2 separate regions of the Sus scrofa genome follow, and region 1 is linked to region 2. The links are chromatin contacts, called in public HiChIP or PLAC-seq maps. All regions are on one chromosome and are shown on one strand. Each heading gives the region's core, a stretch centred on a gene start, on an enhancer-like site or on the middle of the called end of the contact. The rest is flanking DNA. Distances are from core to core; before and after follow the strand shown.

Region 1 (3,818 bases), core at 1,141-3,640, 79 kb before region 2:
GTTTCTTCCAACCACTTCTACGAACACTCTGATGATGTTCACTCTAGTGACAAGTCCTAGTATGACCCTAAAATGAGAATATATGGAAATTTCTATGAATGTGTCAGCCTCTTGGTGGAAAGCTGCCAAGTATCAAGAAGCACTTCTTTTCTTCCCTCCCTTCCCTCTCTCCCTCTCTTTCTTTGAGCAAATATCAATTAGATGCAAGGCCTACCAATTTGCAAATGAATACACCCTTCCAAGGCCAGGGAAATTATTAAGAGGCATTTAAAACCACCTGCTCTGACCTAAAATAAAATAAGATAAAGTGAAATAAAATAAAGGAACTGCTGATTTGAGGAGGACTGGATCTGTTCTGGCCATGTGACTACCAGGGCTGTCAAAGCCTAGTGTTCACAGCCAGAACATCTGGGGACTATTCTAATTGGCTTGTTCTTCTGTTCACTCCACATAGCTCAAAGCCAGAGACCACCTGACATCTGAATTATCAACTATCTTGCAAAACATGGTAGCCTTGAAGTTGGCTTTGAAAGATTCTTCACGAATGGTTCTTTTGCTTAGCAAACTTTGGTGCAGCTCTCCAAAACAGGTGCCAGTGTCTGCATTTCAACTGTTCCATCAATAATTGGCCCGAAGACAGATTTCTTCATGTTGAATTGAGACCATCCAAAAAAATCACAAGGGAGACTGCCTTATTCCCACCCTTTGACTTCTCCTCAAAAGGGAAAGAGATGCTTTACAGAATTCAAATGGTCTAGCAAAAGTTGTCTTTAAAGCAAATTTTAATACATTTAAGTATACTTTATTGAAAACAATTTTCTGCCAAAATAAGCCAATTTTCTCACAGAATAACACAAAGGTACAATGGCCTGGATTCCTGCCATGCTCAGCTTTTCTGACTGTGAGAATTTGAGTCCTTGCTCTGAGGCAAGACCCATTCCTACCAAGCATTCCTGGGAAGGCACCAGCTCTATCGAAAAAACAGTCCTGGCCTGATCTGGCTTGGCCTGAGGAAGGAAAGGCATACGGCTATCCAGCAAGGACCCGAGTGACCTCGGAACTCAATGCCAGCAGAATCAGGTTCCCTCTCTGCTGGGTAATTTATAGTTGGAGACCACTGGAACTCTCTGAGTTCACATGATGGGAGTCAGAAAGACAGTGACAGGAGTGAAACGCAGAAGAGTGAATGGATGTTCTCAGATCCCCATCAGAAAGAAGGACAAGTGCATGACAGAGCATAGGATGGTTCTAATAGCAACGGGGTGGCCTATCTTCCAGCCCCTTCCTCTCTGTGCCTTCATCTGCCCACCTATAAAGTAAGGAGCCTAGAAAAACAGATCCTTAGGGTCCCAGTCAACTCCAACATGCCGAGACAGATTCTAGCCCCAGATGGGTTGCCAGCCTCCACAAAGCAGTCGTGAGACCAGCAGGGCCAGGCCACCAGCATTCTCCCCTCATTTCTTCCTGACCTGACCTACTTCATTGCTCACAGCTTAGCTCAAATGCTACTCCTTCAAGAAGTCTCCTTCTGGCACAATCACTCACTCCTCCCATCTAGGAGCCTCTGATCTGCCTAGGTACTCAGCACTGAAAGTTTCAGAAATGTATTCAGTAATATCTGGGGGGAGAAAGGAAGGGAAACTGAGAGAGAGGCACATGGAAGCCTTTCCTAATCCCTATGCAGGAAGGTCTCAATCCCAGTCTCAGCCCATTGACAGACCCCACTCTGGAAAGCCAAAAGACTTGCTCAGTGGTTTGGAATACCAGTGGCTAATGAAGATTCCATCTCAACCAATCTTCGGCTTTTTCATTAAGAAAAAGTCATTCCCAAGCTGCCAGGTATCATAGCTTTGTGGTCTGTAGAGAAACAGAAGGCAAAATGGCCACAGGAACAACCACCTGCAAAGGAAAGGGTTGGGGCGGGGGGAGCCTGCAGCGCAGAGCTTGGGGGGCGGGGCGCTCGCTGGCTTAGGCTCCGGGAGACAGTGCCATGCTGTGGCCACCTGCCGCCTCTGCGCCGCCTTCCGCGGCCGCTGTAGGTACAGGAGGCCTGTTTCCTGACCCAGTTTTCTCCCCAATCTCTATTTAGCTGTTCGCTAGTGGTGCTCCTGGCATGCCAATCAGATACTGCAGCCTGCAGTGCAGTTTGCTACAACAAATTCACAGTTCCTAGTAAATTCAGTGGAAAAGTACTGTGTCAAGCAGCCTAATTAAACTGACGTAATTTCCACAGCCATACACTTTTATCAAATAAGGTAAAAAGAAAAAAAATTCAAGGAAAAAAGAAAAAAAGAAGGAAATCATGTCTTTCAGCTCTTACGAAATGGACTGTGGTTGAGATGCATTTGAAGAATGATTCTGTTCTGTGCCCTTGGAGCCAAGCTGTCCAAGTCTTAGGTCCTGGTTGAGACCTTGGCTTGTGCTGGAAGGAGTACCAGAGCACTAGGGTACAAGTCTGGAGGCCCCTCTACCCCTCATACACCCTGTGACCTTGGACAAGCTGTTTCCGGCCCCTTGGGAAAGTGCAGGGGGTGGTGTTGGCTCTCAAACTAGACAATCATTAAAACAGCCTGTAAGTCTGATTCTCTAGACTGTCAAACTTGTGAGAGGAAAAAAAAAAAAATCATATACTTCTGTGGGGCAAACGAAACAAGAACTGGACTACAGGGCCTTGATTCTGGTACCAGTTTTGCTCCTAGTGTGACCTTGGGCAAACCTCATGACCCCTAGAGACTTCAAAGTCCTCTTCTGCCAAATGAGGATGATGAACTGGATGATCTCCAAGGCCCCTTCTAATATGAAAGCTCTATTAAAAGATTAAACTGGCCAGCACAGCCATGGAGGGAACAGTACCAAATGTCACCAACCTGGAACATTTCAATCTGCCCATACTGGGCTTCCTCTTCTCTTGAAGGGAAGGAGTCACCTGTTCTTTCCTGTGTTTAAAGATTTTCTATTCTAAAAATGCAGGAGGGATACATGCCTTTTCCTCATTTAGAGGTAACTCAGCAAATAAAGTCCCCTGGTATCCCCTCCTCCCAGGTACCCTGTTGGAAGAGGATGGCACGAGCAAAGCAGAGGGGGAATGAGGGTAACCTAGAGAGAAATTGAGTGACACCTCTTGGTTGACCTTAAGTGTCACTCAGGTCTCCAAATGCAAGTATAAAGAATGCCCTGGACATTGACCAGACACTTGATAAAGGTGAGTCTACCAGAAGAAGAAGGACGTTGCAGGAGGGAGAATGGGATAAGAAGAGGGGATGGGTAAACAGAGCCAACTAAGAAACAAACACCGGGTTTCTCTTCTGACAGCATGCAGAGACAGCACGAGGGAGAAAGCAAAGCAGACACATACATGTAAGGATGAGACAAAAGAGCACACGACCTCTCAATAGAGTGAACAGCTAATCAGCTAGTAGCCCTGGAAATTCCACCTCTCGTCTATTCTGAATCCATTGACTTCTCTCCATTATTGCTGCCTTAACCTTAGTTCAAGTTTTTGTCCATTCAGGCCTCAATCACTGCCACAGTCTTCTGACTCACCTCTTATCTCCGTCTCTTTCCCCCAATCCATCCTTTGCCCTGCCACCAAAGTGATCTTTCTCAAATGCTATCTAAACAAGTCACTCCTCTACTTAAGATCTTTCCAGGATCCTTCATCACCTTCTGAACAAACTAAGTACAATCTGGCTCCAGATTGCCACTCCTCACCACCCTCAATCTCTGCTCCAAATCAGGCCAAAGCACTTGCAGTTTCCTAAACAGGAAGCTCTGGGTCTTCGCATAAGGAGATCTTTCGGACTGGCACTCTGCCCTCC
Region 2 (3,891 bases), core at 18-2,517:
GGCAAGTGGGTCTCTGGGAAGCAGTGCTGTCCATGACGTCCTGCTTGGGAGCTCAGTCACCTGCAGGGAACAAAGTGCTTTGTCACCCAGGATCTTACTCGATCCTCGCAACCCCCTCGAGTTGACATGATGACGTTGCCGACCCCGATGTCACACTGTGCAAGGTAAGGCCAAGTAACTAGGAGCGGGGTGAGTCTTAACCTCTCGTTGCCTCACACGTAAAATGGGAGGGAGCCCCGCTCAGCAAACTTTGTGTAAGGATTAAATAGATATTTTTGCAAAGCTCTGGCAAAATGCCTGGCACACAGTGCGTCCTGGGTAAATCTGAGGAACCCTTCCCCACAGCCTCCTTCTCCTCAGGGATCTGTGAGGAAGCCCTGAAGCGGCTCATCTTCAAGCCCAGAAGAAATGCTTCAGGAGGGAAGGTCACGTGACCTTCCCTGCAGGCCCCAGAGGGCAGACCTGGGGGCCGGGTGGCTCCAGTCCCCACCCGTCTCGCACTTTCTAAGGGTCACCCAGCTCACCTCAGGGAGAGGGCCCCGCGGGAACCCAGAGTACCTCCAAACCAGTGGCAGAGATGAGCCCTGAGCAGAAAAAGCCCGTAAGAGCCACCCTCCCTTGAGGCAGGGCCTTCCCTCCCTTGTTCATATTTATCACCCTCAGGAGACCTGCAGCTGTTCCTCAGAACAAAGCCTGAATAAGGGACCCATGCTCTTCTTGAGGGATTCCAGACCCTTCTGACCCTATCTGGCCCCATGTTAAGCAAACACTTAACAAGGCTAGGGTACACTTCCCACATCTAGGCCTTTGTTTCCAGAATGCCTTCTGCCTGGAGCGCCCTCCTCAGCCTACTCAACAAATATTTGTTGAATAACAGAGTGAAGGCAGGAAGGAAGGAATGTGTGAATGAGTGCGTGACATAATATATCCCCACGAGGCAGCCAAAATAGAGATTATGATTCTCACTTAACTGATGAGGAAATCTAGGCCCAGAGAGCTTAAATGACTTGCCTAAGAGCACACAGCCAACAAGCCGCCAAATCAGAACTTGAGCCTGGCTCCTCAGGGCTCTTGGGACCACGTCAAGCTTCCTCTGAAGGTAAAAAGTCAAGCTTAGGTTAGGAAAAAGCTGATCCAAGATTCCTCAAAATGGGCCGCTTTCATCTTGGCACATATCCGAGAGCACTTTAAGGCACTGGCTGTCACTACGATTATTGAGAGTTCCCGAGAGACAGGCAAGGTCCCTTGAGAAAGGGCAAGCACAGTGCCATCTGTCAAGAACCTAAAAATGATGGCACAATTACAGGCCGGTCACTTAATGCTCACTTTCAGAGAGCTCCTGGAACAAATCAATCCCCACCAGGAAAGAGGAGGAGGGCTCTCTGAATGGAAACTCAGCCCTCGTGCCAGGGGCCTCCGAGCCCTTCCCAGAACCTTCCTGTGAGCTCGCAGCATGGCTGGTGCCCCTGCCCACTGTGGACAGATTGAGCAGCCGAGGACCCAAGGCTTTGCAGCCATGCAGGGGCAAAGCTGGCCTCCCAGCCCTGGGGCACCAAGCAGCACTGGCGGCCTCAGGGAGCGAGCGCTCTCTGCACTGAGCTTCTCCAAGAAGGTGGGAAGAGGGCAGGCCCACAGGCTGGTGTCCCGAGCATGGCCACTGAAAATGCATCGCTCCCATGCCAGGAAGCTGCAGCTACTCCATGCGACTAACCCTGATGGAGCCCTTCGTCTACACTAGGGGAGACCTGGGGTGGGGGAGGGGGTGGTAAAACAGACCAGGTCCCTCGCACCTGGTGAGGGGGAAGCATTGACAAATGAACAAGCAAATAATGATACTGTGATTTCAGGCAGTGAAAACTGCTCTGGTGGAAAGTAAAGCAGGGCAGGGAGTAGAGTGTGGGAGACAGGAGGAGGTGGCTATTTTCAATGGGATGGACAGGGAGGTGACAGTGGGCAGAGAGCAACGGAAGTGTGGCAGTCACTACACGGGGCGAGGGGGAGAGGGAAAAACCAGGGAACTGCAGGGGTCCCCACGCAGAGAAGAGAGGTACCTCTTCTCAGAAGGCGTCCCACCACCAGACACCACTCCGGAACCTGCTCCACAAAGACCTGCCTTTGCTGCTTCAAAGGTCTCCTCTCCCCAGCAGCCCACCATAAGCTTTCTCCAAAGAGAAAAAAGAATTGTTTCTCCCTGCCCTGCAGCCTGGGAGGTGCCTGCTACGCTCCCAGGGCAGTCGCTTTGCGGGGAGGCGGCACAAGGAGATGAAATGAGTCTAACCTTTGACATCAAACAGAACATAGTCCAGGGGTCTGCTTGGCGTAACCAGCTGTGTTACTTTAGACAAGCCACTCAGCCTCTCCGAGCCTCAATTTCCTCTCTTGGACTATGGAGGCAATGGCCCCTACCTCAGAGGATCATGAGGACGAGGTAAGTGGCAGCTGGCACAGCACCCGGTCCATGGTAAGTGCTTGGCAAAGACTGGTTCCCTGCCCTACACTGACCCCCTTTGAAATTTTTTTAAAAAATTTATTCAACCAATTGTGCCAACTTACTATAATGTGCCTCTGGCACGGCCCTGGGCCTGCTCATCTGCTGGGTGTAGGGGCTCTGAGGTGACTTTGATGAAGATTCCATCATGGCGCAACCTGATTAGAGGAACTTGAACCAGAGGAGAACTGGGCAGACAGAAAGGGAACAGAAAATGCCATGGACACTGCCCTTACTGCAGATGAAATCATTAGGATCAGATGCTCAGTGAAATCGGGATCAAGGCAGACAGTTAACTGCTGTCCCCTCCTCTTTCCACCTCTGGCTCACCATCCCAGGGCCCAAGTCCTTGTCTCCTGGCTCTTCCTGTGGGGCAGCCAGCTAGAGGCCAAAGCCATCTCCGTTCTCCTATCAAGCAAGGAGATAATCAGGTATCGACCCACGGTGAGACCTTAGGCAGCACCCCCTTCTCTCTCTGGGCCTGAGTTCCCCCTGCATAAAAAGAGGGAGGACTTGTGTGACCTCTGGGGGTCCTTTCAGCTCTGACCTTGCTAATTCTATCTCCGGATGCTGGCCCTACTGGCCTCCCCTGGTATCTGCCTGCCCACTTCTGCCATCTGGTGGCCTTCCAGGCCCCACTGCACTTGGCTTTGGCCAGCCCTCTCACAAGCCCCTTATTCGAAGGCACCTATTTCCAAGGGTAAATCTTGCTTCTGCCTCAGCTGGACACGCACTGCACTCCTCTGGGCCACAGATCAATAGGTATTCGTTGCCAAACACAAAAACCAAAAATAACGCCAGAACTTCATCTCTCTAGCAGAGATGACACAGCTGCAGCTGAGAGCTGATCTCCCTGCCCACAGAGAGCGAGGAACCTGCCCAAGGTCGCACAGCTGCCTGGGCACAATTCTACTTTGTCACAATGCTTAGGGCTGGTGGGCACCCTGGGAACCCAAAACAAAGTCAGCTCAGGGCCAAGAAAACAAAACCTCTGGAAGGTGAGAAACAAACTGTCAGGAGTCCTTGCAAACCTCAAGAAATGGTGAGACAGGTCATGGGAACACGTGAGCACTGCTTGCAGAAATTCACTGGAAATAACTAACTGGCAGTGGCCAGGGCATCTCCTGACCTTGGAGGGCATCGCTCACAAGGATGACTGCAAGTCTCCAGGAAACCAGCCTCCAAGCACCACCACAGTCAGAATCCTAGATTAGGAGACCACCAGAGGGCAACAGAGGGCGAGGAAGACACACAGGTGGCATCGCATGTTTGCAATGAGAATCCCCTTGCTCAGACACCGCTCCTCCGGGTCCAATTCTAGCTTTTCTTCTCTACCGCCAGGCCTCTTGGCGCCTGGCCAGAGGAGCTGTGTAAAGGTGTATACAGGCAGATCCCTCAGATTC

What was found. HiChIP or PLAC-seq counts read pairs in DNA pulled down with a chosen protein or histone mark.
Region 1: an H3K27ac HiChIP or PLAC-seq map of skeletal muscle shows a contact between it and region 2, with 2.7 times the contacts expected there. The contact joins two enhancer-like sites. A contact is called at or near these places in 4 of 47 Hi-C or Micro-C datasets (liver, psoas muscle and skeletal muscle) and 1 of 2 datasets of contacts at active chromatin or transcription factors (skeletal muscle).

Annotation. Positions count from the first base shown.
Region 1 is chr2:41,231,978-41,235,795 of Sscrofa11.1, reverse strand. The region is part of intron 9 of SERGEF (secretion-regulating guanine nucleotide exchange factor); the gene reads right to left. Among named protein-coding and RNA genes, the nearest start is that of SERGEF, 120 kb to the right of the region's middle. Within about 2 kb of position 2,390, at least 7 of the 83 cell types and tissues checked have an H3K27ac peak or open chromatin away from gene starts, as enhancers often do. A contact at or near this core is called in skeletal muscle, where this site is marked.
Region 2 is chr2:41,152,142-41,156,032 of Sscrofa11.1, reverse strand. All of the region lies in intron 8 of SERGEF (secretion-regulating guanine nucleotide exchange factor), which reads right to left. Among named protein-coding and RNA genes, the nearest start is that of SERGEF, 40 kb to the right of the region's middle. Within about 2 kb of position 1,267, at least 2 of the 83 cell types and tissues checked have an H3K27ac peak or open chromatin away from gene starts, as enhancers often do. A contact at or near this core is called in skeletal muscle, where this site is marked.